Regions from separate parts of the Mus musculus genome. Here region 2 is linked to region 1. A link is a contact called in public HiChIP or PLAC-seq data. All regions are on one chromosome and are shown on one strand. The core of a region is the stretch at or near the end of the contact, and the rest is flanking DNA. Distances in the headings are between cores, read along the strand shown. Region 1 overlaps Btrc (beta-transducin repeat containing protein). Region 2 holds the start of Dpcd (deleted in primary ciliary dyskinesia).

The links. HiChIP or PLAC-seq counts read pairs in DNA pulled down with a chosen protein or histone mark.
Region 2: an H3K27ac HiChIP or PLAC-seq map of extraembryonic endoderm stem cells shows a contact between it and region 1. The contact joins the promoter of Dpcd here to the enhancer-like site in region 1. A contact is called at or near these places in 8 of 39 promoter capture datasets (the HPC-7 cell line, HPC-7-derived erythroid cells, cranial neural crest and 5 more), 1 of 484 Hi-C or Micro-C datasets (embryonic stem cells), 2 of 115 datasets of contacts at active chromatin or transcription factors (bone marrow-derived macrophages and extraembryonic endoderm stem cells) and 1 of 9 other capture datasets (pancreatic islet).

Annotation. Positions count from the first base shown.
Region 1 is chr19:45,495,139-45,500,518 of GRCm38.p6, forward strand. All of the region lies in intron 4 of Btrc (beta-transducin repeat containing protein), which reads left to right. Among named protein-coding and RNA genes, the nearest start is that of Gm19639, 46 kb to the right of the region's middle. Within about 2 kb of position 2,778, at least 7 of the 459 cell types and tissues checked have an H3K27ac peak or open chromatin away from gene starts, as enhancers often do. A contact at or near this core is called in extraembryonic endoderm stem cells and pancreatic islet, where this site is marked.
Region 2 is chr19:45,557,896-45,563,275 of GRCm38.p6, forward strand. It overlaps Dpcd (deleted in primary ciliary dyskinesia), which reads left to right and starts at 2,690. Exons shown (of 6, transcript NM_172639.3): 1 at 2,690-2,812. The coding sequence starts at 2,749. It overlaps Poll (polymerase (DNA directed), lambda), which reads right to left and starts at 2,669. Exons shown (of 9, transcript NM_020032.3): 1 at 2,591-2,669; 2 at 1,685-1,821; 3 at 730-1,024; 4 at 361-520; 5 at 1-137. The coding sequence starts at 1,796.

The sequences.
Region 1 (5,380 bases), core at 1,528-4,027:
CGAGGTGTTTACTTCGGTTGGGATGTGTACCCCAGTCTGTATATTCAGCGCTCTGCTTTCATGTGGGCTCTCATTCCCAATCCCAGTAACAAGAGAAAGGGCTATATTTTGGTCACAGGAAGCGATTGTCTTCTTATGAGCTAACAGTAGGAAGGTCGAAGGTCATGCTTGACTGTACTTTTGAGCATTTGTTACCTTCCTCTGCTTGTTCGGTTTGTGCCCAACCACTTCCAGTTTCTCATGAATTCCTTTCTAGAAACTTGCTCTGATGCTGTGGGCTTCTCTCCCTTGCTCCCATCCCTCCCTCTGGGGCTCCAGAACTGCTTTGAGCCCCTGTTCCACCATCTCCTTCCCTAGGCGTGCTCACTCGTCCCTGTCTCTCCAGACTGATCAAGTTGCAGACAGTTCCATTTCCCCTCAATCCAACCAAGACAACATTGACTCTTTTCTAAAAGGCACTTTAGGAAAGAAGCAAGTGAAAGACATCGAAAGTAAAAAGAATCATTGTTTTTAGATTCTTACTTAACAAAAACCTGACAGTAGCCTCTAGAGACTATAGTGTGGGCCTTCAAAAAGCTTTGCCTTTCTCCCTAGAACTGTGGCAAGCCAAACATGGTAGTTCATGCCTATATTCCCAGTACTCTGGTGGATGAGGCAGGAGGATCACAAATTCAAGTCCAGCTTGAGCTATACAACCAAAACCACACAAACAAAACAAATAAGAATTTGGCAAGTTTGGACTTGTTTCTCCTGGCCACAGGAGCAAGAACCTGTAACCCTGGTTCTGCTATTGTCCAGGTTAATGTATCAGTTCTTCCTCTGAGGAAGAAATAAATGGTTATATTCAAAGAAGTGTGTTTTATATATGGACTGTGGAAGCGGTACCCACCTTTAATTCGAGCATTTGGGAAGCAGAGACAGGTGGATCTCTGAATACAAGGCCAGCCTGGTCTAAGTAGTAAATTCCAGACCAACCAGGGCTACATAGTGAGACCCTTTCTCAAATGAATGAATGAATGAATGGGTGGGTGGATGAGTAGGTGGGTGGGTGGGTAAATGAATGAATATTCTAACCCACACTTCTTTCCTCCCCTCACCGTCTCTTTTTTCTCTTCCTACTCTTCCTACTTCTCTTCTCCCCACCTCCCATCTCTCTTGACAAGACTTAATAGCCTTGAAACTCTTGACTTCCAAGGTCCACTTCCTAAATGCTGTGACTACAACCATTGGCAACTACAACCACCCTTGAGACTGTAAACCTCCACTTGTTCTTTGTTCTGCCTCTCTGTGAGAATAACACCCCTTCCTAACACTTCCTGAGTAGCTTTTTTAATCCTTGCCACCATACTCACCTCTTCTTGGATTGTTGGTCTTCCTTCATCCTCACATCACCAGCTCCTGCTCTGTTCTCTGTGATTGAGCTGGTGTATTTCCATGGCACAGCAAATGGCATCACTCATGTTTGACTACTTCAGAACCTCCACGACTCTCATTTATTTATTCATTCATTCATTCATTCATTCATTCATTCATTCGTTTTTATTAGATATTTTCTTTATTTACATTTCAAATTTTATCCCCTTTCCCCATTTCCCCTCCAACCTCCCTCCCCTTCCCCCTCCCCCTGCTCACTAACCTGTCTACTCCTGTGCCCCTGTCCTAGCCTTCCCCTACACTGGGGCAGAGAGCCTTCGCAGGACCAAGGGCCTCTCCTCTTGTTGATATCTCACAAGACCATCCTCTGCTATATATGTGGCTTGAGCCATGGGTCCCTCCATGTGTACTCTTTGGTTGGATCTTTACCAACCCTACATCCAATAGAGGGCTAATATCCAATATATACAAAGAACTCAAGAAGTTAGACTCCAGAAATTCAAATAACCCTATTAAAAAATGTGGTACAGAGCTAAACAAAGAATTCTCAGCTGAGGAATACCGAATGGCTGAGAGAAGCACCTAAAGAAATGTTCAGCATCCTTAATCATCAGGGAAATGCAAATCAAAACAACCCTGAGATTCCACCTCACACCAGTCAGAATGGCTCAGATCAAAACTCAGGTGACAGCAGATGCTGGCGAGGATATGGAGAAAGAGGAACACTCATTCATTGCTGGTGGGATTGCAAGCTGGTACAACCACTCTGGAAATCAGTTTGGCTGTTCCTCAGAAAACTGAGCATAATACTACCTGAGGACCCAGCTATACCACTCCTGGGCATATGCACAGAAGATGCTCCAATATGTAATATGGCTCTCCTTTAAACGCGAGTGGATGTCCAGACTTTTTCCCATGGCCTTGAGCCCTCAGCAGGCTCTCATTTTTCACCACTTTACCTTTTGTTGGTTGCCCTGCAGCTGTGCATGTGACCCTCACTCTTTTCCCATCTGTCTTTCCGAGCTCCTCCCACTTTTGTTTTAAGATTCTAGCCTGGGTAGAACTTAGTCTTATGCCATCTCCGCTTAAATGCCCCTTCTGCGGATCTGCCTTCGCTCCCCAGCTAAGTCCAGCTGTTCACTCTGTGCTTTGCCTTATTCTTATTTTACTTTACGTCCATATCAGTTTCTCAGGGTAGTATATTTATTTTGTTTTTTCTCCCCGGCCTTCCCAGAGAAAGCAATGTGTGTTCTGTTCCCGTTCAGCGGTTACCGCTGCTAGCCTACCCTTCAGAGCACCCTACCACAGAGCCAGTCAGGTACTGAACAGCACTCAGGTTCCAGCCTTAATCAGAAGTCTAGCTCCGTCTCTTGTAGGTGAATTCTAATCCCCAGCACAGTTGGTGCTTGCTTTAATCTTAACTCAATACCTTATCTGAACCATTATTTCCCTCCACATACCATAGTCCCTGATGCTAGAGTCTCTCTCAAAGCCAGACAGAGTCCTTAGATATCTTTTATCATTTGCATCTCACTAGTCATCAACAGTCTCTTCATTTTGTCCTTATCCTCAAAATAATTAATTTTTTTAAGATTTTTTTAATTTCATTTATATGAGTATCACTGTTGCTGTCTTCAGACACAGCAGAAGAGAGCATCGGATCCCATTACAGATAATTGTGAACCACCATGTGGTAGTGCTAGGAAGAGCTCTTAACTACTGAACCATCTCTCCAGCCCCTCAAAATAATTCTTAATGGCGTCCTTTGTCCGAAACATTATTTCTCCACTTCCTCTACCCTCCCTGTTGGTTGATTACAGCAGGGTTTGCATGTAAGCTAGAAATGTGTTTCATTTCATAGTCCTGGTCATGATGTACTCCATGATGTTACTTTTACATGGTACACCTAGTAAAGTCCACACATGCCATATTATTGGCTAAGCCAGTTGATGTCTGTAAGAATATATTTTCCCTTCCTGGCCTAGGCAGCAGCTGCAGAGACATTCGTGGTCATTTTGAAAGCGGTATATATAATGTGTTTTCAGGGGTGAGGCCCTTAGCCTTTTAGGCCTAAACTGGAAGACAGAGCCACAAACACTTAACTCCTTTCATTTGGTGTGCTTGTCACCTGACAGTGTCATTCGAGTTTTGTCTGGAGACAACTGTTCATTGCAGAGAGAAAGGCAGAAGAGCTGCACAGGGCGACAGGAGGCTGCTGTTATCATTAAGCTGAGGCTGTTTGTCAGCTTTCCCGGACATTTGAACAGGATGCTTGAGTCATCAGGCTTTTGTTGGGAAAGCTGAATCAATTCTGCGGCCACAAGCAACCATTCTCGTCTCTCTCCTCATGCACTCCAATATACAACCTTCTGGTTGTTTTAATAATTGAACTTTTTCACTGTACCCTTGTGGATTTTTCAGTTTCTCAAATGGAAATTTTACTTCGTTTACTTCAGACATTTGTAGACAAATCTGTATGGGAAAATGGTCAAAGAAGAGACGGAACAACAAAGACCTGCAGGGATTTTTTATAAATGTAGTGTTAGTTATAAATGAAATTAATATCGTGGTGGCATTAAGTATTTGGTTCAATAAATGTTGTCAGTTGCATGCTATTGTAACAAGAAGATCCTATGGCCCCAGTGAACCCCCGTACCTTTCCCCAGCTGGTTTCCCTCCCACCCCCATGCAAAGAAGCCACTAATCTACTTTAGAAGTAAAGTTTAGATTCGCAGTTCCCAGAGTGGCATCTGAGTGGACTCATGGACTGGACGAGCTCACGCCTAGCTTCTGTAGTCATGTGTTCTGGAATCCATCCTTGTTTTGGGTTGCTAAGTGTTTCATTGTGTGCTTGCATTACGATTTACTATCGTTCTTCTCTTGATGGACTTGTGTCTTATGACACTGAAGGATTGTTATGAAGGCTGAAACAATAACATTAATGTATAGAATTGTGTTTTGTGCTTAGGAGATAAATATGGTAACGTCTATGTTTACCTCTATAAAACACTGTCAACTTATTTCCAAAGTAATTATATCATTTACCATTAGCAACTGTGATGTATGAGAGGCCAATTGTTCCAAATAGCCAGTCTTTTTCATTTCAGTTCATGTATAGTAATATCTCATGGCTGTAATTGATATAGTGATTTGAAATGTTGAACATCTTATTGTCTGATTACTAACATTCCAGAAGTTTATTTTTGATGGTGTATCCCATCTTTTGCCAGTTTATAAAAAACAAACAAAAACCCTGGTATATTCTTAATAAAGAAACAATTAGCATTATTCATCTCCTCATGATTGAGTCCTAAGACTTCTACATGTACTCTCAAATCTTTTGTTAAATACATTTATTGCAAATATTTCCCCCAGTTTCTAACGAAAATGGCTCAAAAGATAAATATGCTTGCTGTCAACCCTGAAAATCCAAGTTCCACAGGCCCACCCATCAAGACTCATGCAGTAGACTCCCAAAAGTTGTCTTCTGACCTCCATAAACACCATGCCAAGTACATACACACACACACACATACACACACATAAGCACATTCTGATTTATTTATTATTTTTATTTTTTAACAGATCTTGCCTGAGTTTATTTGTCAAAACAGCATAGGACACTGGTCATCTGCAGATAGTGTGTGGGGAGGTGTGTCACAGCAGTCCTTCTGTCTTCACACTGGCAGGAGCCTTTTCTATGGGGCCTTCACAGGGGCCTGAGCACCACTGGGAGCCTGGTCTGGAGCTGAAGCCTGGGCCTTAGCTGGAGCTTTGGCCCCTGCCTTGGCTTCGGTTGGCAGAGCCCACAACCCTTGGCCATGTAGCTTCATATCTGCTTCCGAAGCTTGGGGTGACGAAAGCCAGACGGCTGAGTTTGCGGCTGGGGCCCTTTGGCATCTTGGGCTTGATGGCCCGAGGCTTCACCAGGGCCTTGCTGGCCTCTGCGCACACACTCACTGCCTTTACATTGTTGGCCTGCATCTTCTTCAGGCCTTTCTTGTTG
Region 2 (5,380 bases), core at 1,440-3,939, 63 kb after region 1:
TCCAGAGCTTCTGGTGCTGGGTCAGGCCCACCATCTTCCTCAGGGGGAGTGGGGTAGTGCCCAGTGATCAAGGCTTGCAGATCTGCTGAGCTAACCTGGGGCCCTTCTCCATCGCTGGTTTCATCCTCTGAGCTGAGCTGCAAATAGAAGAAGAGAGCGCTGTCTGGTGGGGAGGCGTCTCCTGCTTTGACTCAAGGAAAAGACCCCAGCCTGGGGCAGACATAACTAGTTGAATGCAGAACTGAAAAATGTTGGGAAGAGATGGACAGGTGCATAATTGAGAGAGACCTAGAATTTTCTGTCTAACCTCCAGGTCCTTCCATTTCTGTGATCAGCACCCTGGGCTGGGAGGCTCCTCACCTGGGCTTGGGTTCTTGATGGCTTTTCTGCCGTTGGGGGAGGAGATACAGCTCTGGTGTGAGGAGGGGAAAGAGAAAGGGTGGTCCTGGGTAAATCCCGCTGGGTGCCAGGAGCAGAAGCATCTTGGCCTGACTTGCTGGGCTGTGGTTCATCCAAGGACCTAGAGGGCAGGGGAGGTCACAGAGAGTTAGGGTATCAAATTCTTACCTGTCTCTGTCCCCCACCCCCACCCCAATCTTTCTCTATACAGAAACCTTGGTTTCCAAATATGTCCAATTTAAAAAGTACGAGTGTTTTTTTTTTCAATAACTCAAGATGGAAACTCAAACATCATCAACAAACACCTGAGAAAGGCTAAGAGCTGCCAACCTCTTGGGCATGGGAAGGCTGAATCCTTCCGTGTCTGTCAGCCTTCCCTCCTGCAGGCACAAGCTCAGCCAGGTGGACTTCACCAGCTGGGCACCAGGGGGTAGCTGGGGCAACCTGAGGAGCCGGAGAGCCCGCTCATAGTCCATGTCTTCATCCACCACAATGTGAGTGACTCCTGGGGCCTGGGCAGAGCACACCTGGCCGCCATGGTGGATAATCTGCTTCTCAAAGAGTTCAGCCCGGGCACGTCCAATGCCAGCGGGCATAATGTGGGCTCTCAGGGAGCTCAGCCATCCTGTGGAGAGGATATTCAAGTGGTATCACCATAGCTATTATTATTATTATTAATTTTATTGCACTATTATTTGAGATAGGGTCTCATGTAGCCCAGGCTGGCCTCAAACTGACTATGTAGCAGAGGATAACCTTGAGTTTCTGATTCTCCTGCCTTGACCTCTAAGAGCTGGGATTACAGTTGTAGGTCAGAGCTATAATGAACTGTTCGAAGCCACCTCCCTTCCTTTTCCTGCCATCCAGAGAACAAAATACCTTCAAAGAATTCTACCGCAAACGTACAACAAACTTCCTTTTTTTGGGGGGGGGTGGTTAGTTTCAAGACAGGGTTTCTCTGTGTAGCCCTGGCTGTTCTGGAACTCACTCTGTAGACCAGGCTGGCCTCGAACTCAGAAATCTGCCTGCCTCTGCTTCCCAAGTGCTGGGATTAAAGGCTAAAGGCTTGCTTGCTAGCGATACCCCCCAGGGGTTTTTTGTTTTTGTTTTTGCTTTTGTTTTGTTTTGTTTTTTTCAGCAAACTTCCTTTTTTGTTGTTTTGTTTTGCTTTTCGAGTTTGAGGCCAACCTGATCTTGGCCACAGGTTAGGTCACTTCTGTTAATCTGACTCTAGCTGAAAACAAGAAGGCTGAACGTTCCAGTGTGTGAGGGTGGACCGGCTCACCTCTAGCTTCTCCCACCTCCCTTTTGGGAATCTTTGCAAGTGCTTTTGAAGATAGATCTGCATGACTTTTCTTCCGCTTGGGAAAGGCCTTCACGATGCCCTGAGGGTCCATTGAAGGGCGCTGGATCCTGGCCTTTCTGTTAAAGGATTGAGAGCCAGCCCTTAATAATTTGGCATAGAGGTGGGGTTTAGGGGTAACAGGTCCCTTTCTCAGAGGTCTCGGAAACCCCAGTTAAACTTAAGTGATTTAATCCGAGTGCCACACACACATACCAGCCTTTCAACCCTAGTCGTACTGAGGGAAGCCAGGGAAAGGTTGGGATTCTTGTGGGTGTAGGGGAGGTGTGGATCGAAAGGAAACAACATGGGGTGGGGGTGGGGGGAGGAATATAGCGCAGAGTCAGCCTCTGCGTCCCCTTCCAAGAGACTTTTCCAAAATGATGACGGGTTTGGGAACCGGACTACATCTTTAGGAGAGTCTTCATCTCCCCAACGAATTGGAGTCTAAGGGACATGTCACATAAACCTCGCATCATCTTTCTCTAGCCTCAATGTGCATTCGCAGAAGAAAACCTGGGGAGTGAGGCTTCAGGGAAAGTTGTGGGCACGCTGCGCACCTGTCCCTGTCGCAGCAGCCCCATCGCGCGGGTCTGAGCCCCGCAGCTGCAGGGAGGTGGAGTGCAGCCGCAGCAGATGTAGGGAGCCCTCACAGCTGGAGGTGGGCAAGACCGAAGCAGACGTGCCACATCCACTGTGAGCAGCTGGTGTGAACCAGGGACTCCCAGCTGGGGCCAGAAGAGAGTTGGTGCTGGATCCCTAAAAGTTCTGGGAGCATCCCCACCCCACCCGGCCCCAGGACCGGTCCAAAGTAGGTTAGAATCTCCCGGCAAAGAGAAATAAACTCACCATGGGAGCCAATGAAAACGGATTGGGGGAGGAAGGGGTAGAGGGGAAAAAAAAAAAAAAAAATCAGTTCCCAGAATACTTCCCGGGTCATCCGGAAGTGATCATCGGTCGGGTAGTTGCCATGGCAGTGGCCCGGCGCGTTCCTGGGCGGAGGGAAGATGGCGGTGACTAGCTGGTTGGAGGTTTTGCGGTCGGCCGAGAAGACGGCACTGCTGCAGGATGGTAACTCGAGACCCCTCGTCCTTCCCCCCAGGGCGGGCTCTATGCGCCCGCTCCCCCAGGGAGGGCCTCAGCCTGGGTGGGCAGAGCTGGACCTGTCGCAGCAGCCTACAGCCATGCCAGCTTCCTGCTTTTGCAGAGGAAACCGGCCCAGGGAGATGACCCGAGTGGAACCCAAGTCTTTGGTCACCCACCTCAAGAGTTCCTTATATCATCTCTCCCCGCTCAGAGTTTTGTTGGTATTTCCCAATAATTCATTTTACATTCATCATCGTCCCTCAGGGCTGTACCAAGAGGCTAATTCTGCACCCCATTTGACTGACGAGGAAACTGAAACCCAGGAAGGTTTTAGACCAAACCCAGGTTTTGCAGATAATCAGGTATAATTCGTCATCTGGGATCCATGCAGCTCAATTTGGGGGTCCTATTGATGACAGCAGCCCCAATGGCATAGAAAGGAGACACCAGGGTTTTAGATCAACTCTAACATCGATTCACCTCTTCAGTTGTTAGGACCCCATTTTCTTCAATTATAAAATGAAGTGGGTGGGCTACCAGTGTTGTTTCTAAGGTCCTTGTTTTCTTTTTCTTTTCTTTCTTTTTTTTATTTTAAAGATTTATTTATTTTTTTATTATATGTAAGTACACTGTAGCTGTCTTCAGACACACCAGAAGAGGGAGTCAGATCTCGTTACGGATGGTTGTGAGCCACCATGTGGTTGCCGGGATTTGAACTCAGGACCTTCAGAAGAGCAGTCGGGTGCTCTTACCTGTTGAGCCATCTCACCAGCCCAGGTCCTTGTTTTCTAACTATGTTTTGTTTATGATGTGGATTTTAAATTGCCCCCTGATCTTTAGGGGAGATAGAGCAAGGGCTAAGGTCTAAATGACTAAGAACAGGAGCTTGAGATGTCAGCTTTTCCTCATCCTGCAAGTGGCCAGTTTAAGTGCCCTGTGCCCCTGAGGTCTTTCACAGACCCACCCACCTGGCAGCCAGGGTGCCTTAGGTCTGAATTCCTGAGGCTTTAAAGCTAACAGCTAGCTTTAAAACATCCACAGGCAGGTGCCTGAAGTTTACAGAAATTAAAATCAGGTTTCATTTGCTCCTACCCTACAGCATTTAGGGAACCCATTGCCATGTGCCAAATTCTGTGCTAGAGCAGATAGAAAAAACAGACAATAGCAAAGTTAAAACAAACAAGAAGACGACAACCATGGCTTATGCTTTCCTGGGATCATAAAATTATCAAGAAAAAAATATGTAAGGAAATAGCAGCTTGTATTAAATAGAGGTTGGGATCTTAGAAAGGCAAGGATAGCCCCATGCCTGCCATCTCTGCACTCAGGAGGTCAAGGCAGGAGACTCAGGAAGGAATGAAGGAAGGAAGGAAGGGAGGGAGGAGGGAGGGAGGAAGTCAGGCAGACAGACAGGAAGGAAGGAAAGATTGAGATAGTCTGTGAAATGCTAAGAAAGCACAGAGGTGAAAATAATTTTCTCTTTGGATAATCACTAAATAGAAGAGGTGATATTCTAGCCCCTAAGGAATTTTTAATAGTTACTTGGTAAGTGGAGATGAAGGAATCACACATAGAGACAAAAGAAGTGTGCACATGTATAAGTGTGAGAGTGTATGGCAAAATGTCAAGTATTAGGAAAGAAGGCACCATTCGGGGACTGCCTGCACAGCATCCGGGGCCAGATACAGGGAAAATAGGCTGTAAGAGGAAGTGGGAGAAAATGGAGAGATGCAGACTGATGGCCATGTGTCACAGCCACACAGTATGCAGCTTTGGGACACACTTTACAAGACAGAGGTCTTTTTCTTTGAGACAGGGTCTCACTATGTAGTCTTGGCTGCTCTGAGCTGGCCTTGAATACATTCCGGCCTAAGCCATGTACTGTCATGCCTGACCCAGTTTTGGTTTTTTGGTTTTTCGAGACAGGGTTTCTCTGTATAGCCCTGGCTGTCCTGGAACTCCCTTTGTAGACCAGGCTGGCCTCGAACTCAGAAATTCGCCTTCCTCTGCCTCCCGAGTGCGCCACCACACCTGGCTCCCAGTTTTTGTTTTTATTTTATATAACACACACATACATACATACAGCACAAAATGTACTGTCACAATCAATTTTAGGTGTGTAGTTAGGGGTCACTAAGGACGGTCCTGCTGTTTGCACCTGTCACCAATATCTAGCTCCAAAAGTTTTCATTCTCAAAGCCAATACTCTGCACCCAGAAAACACAACTCCACACCCCTCTTCCTCAGCCCCTAGCTACTTTGTATTTCAATTAAATTGACTAAGAGATTTATGTAAATGGAATCAAATAATATTTAATTATGTCACAGAGCAAAAGGTTTTCAGAGTTCATCAATGTCATCATGTGTATCCAAATTTCCTTTTTAATTTTTTTTTTTTTTTTTGTGTGTGCTTATGTGGAGGCCAGATGTCAGACTAGGGTGTCTTTCCTCACAGTTGCCACGGTGGTTTTTACTCTTTAAACATTTGTGTGTGTGTGTGTGTGTGTGTGTGTGTGCGTGCGTGTGTGTGTGTGCTGCGTCTGCGTCCCCCAG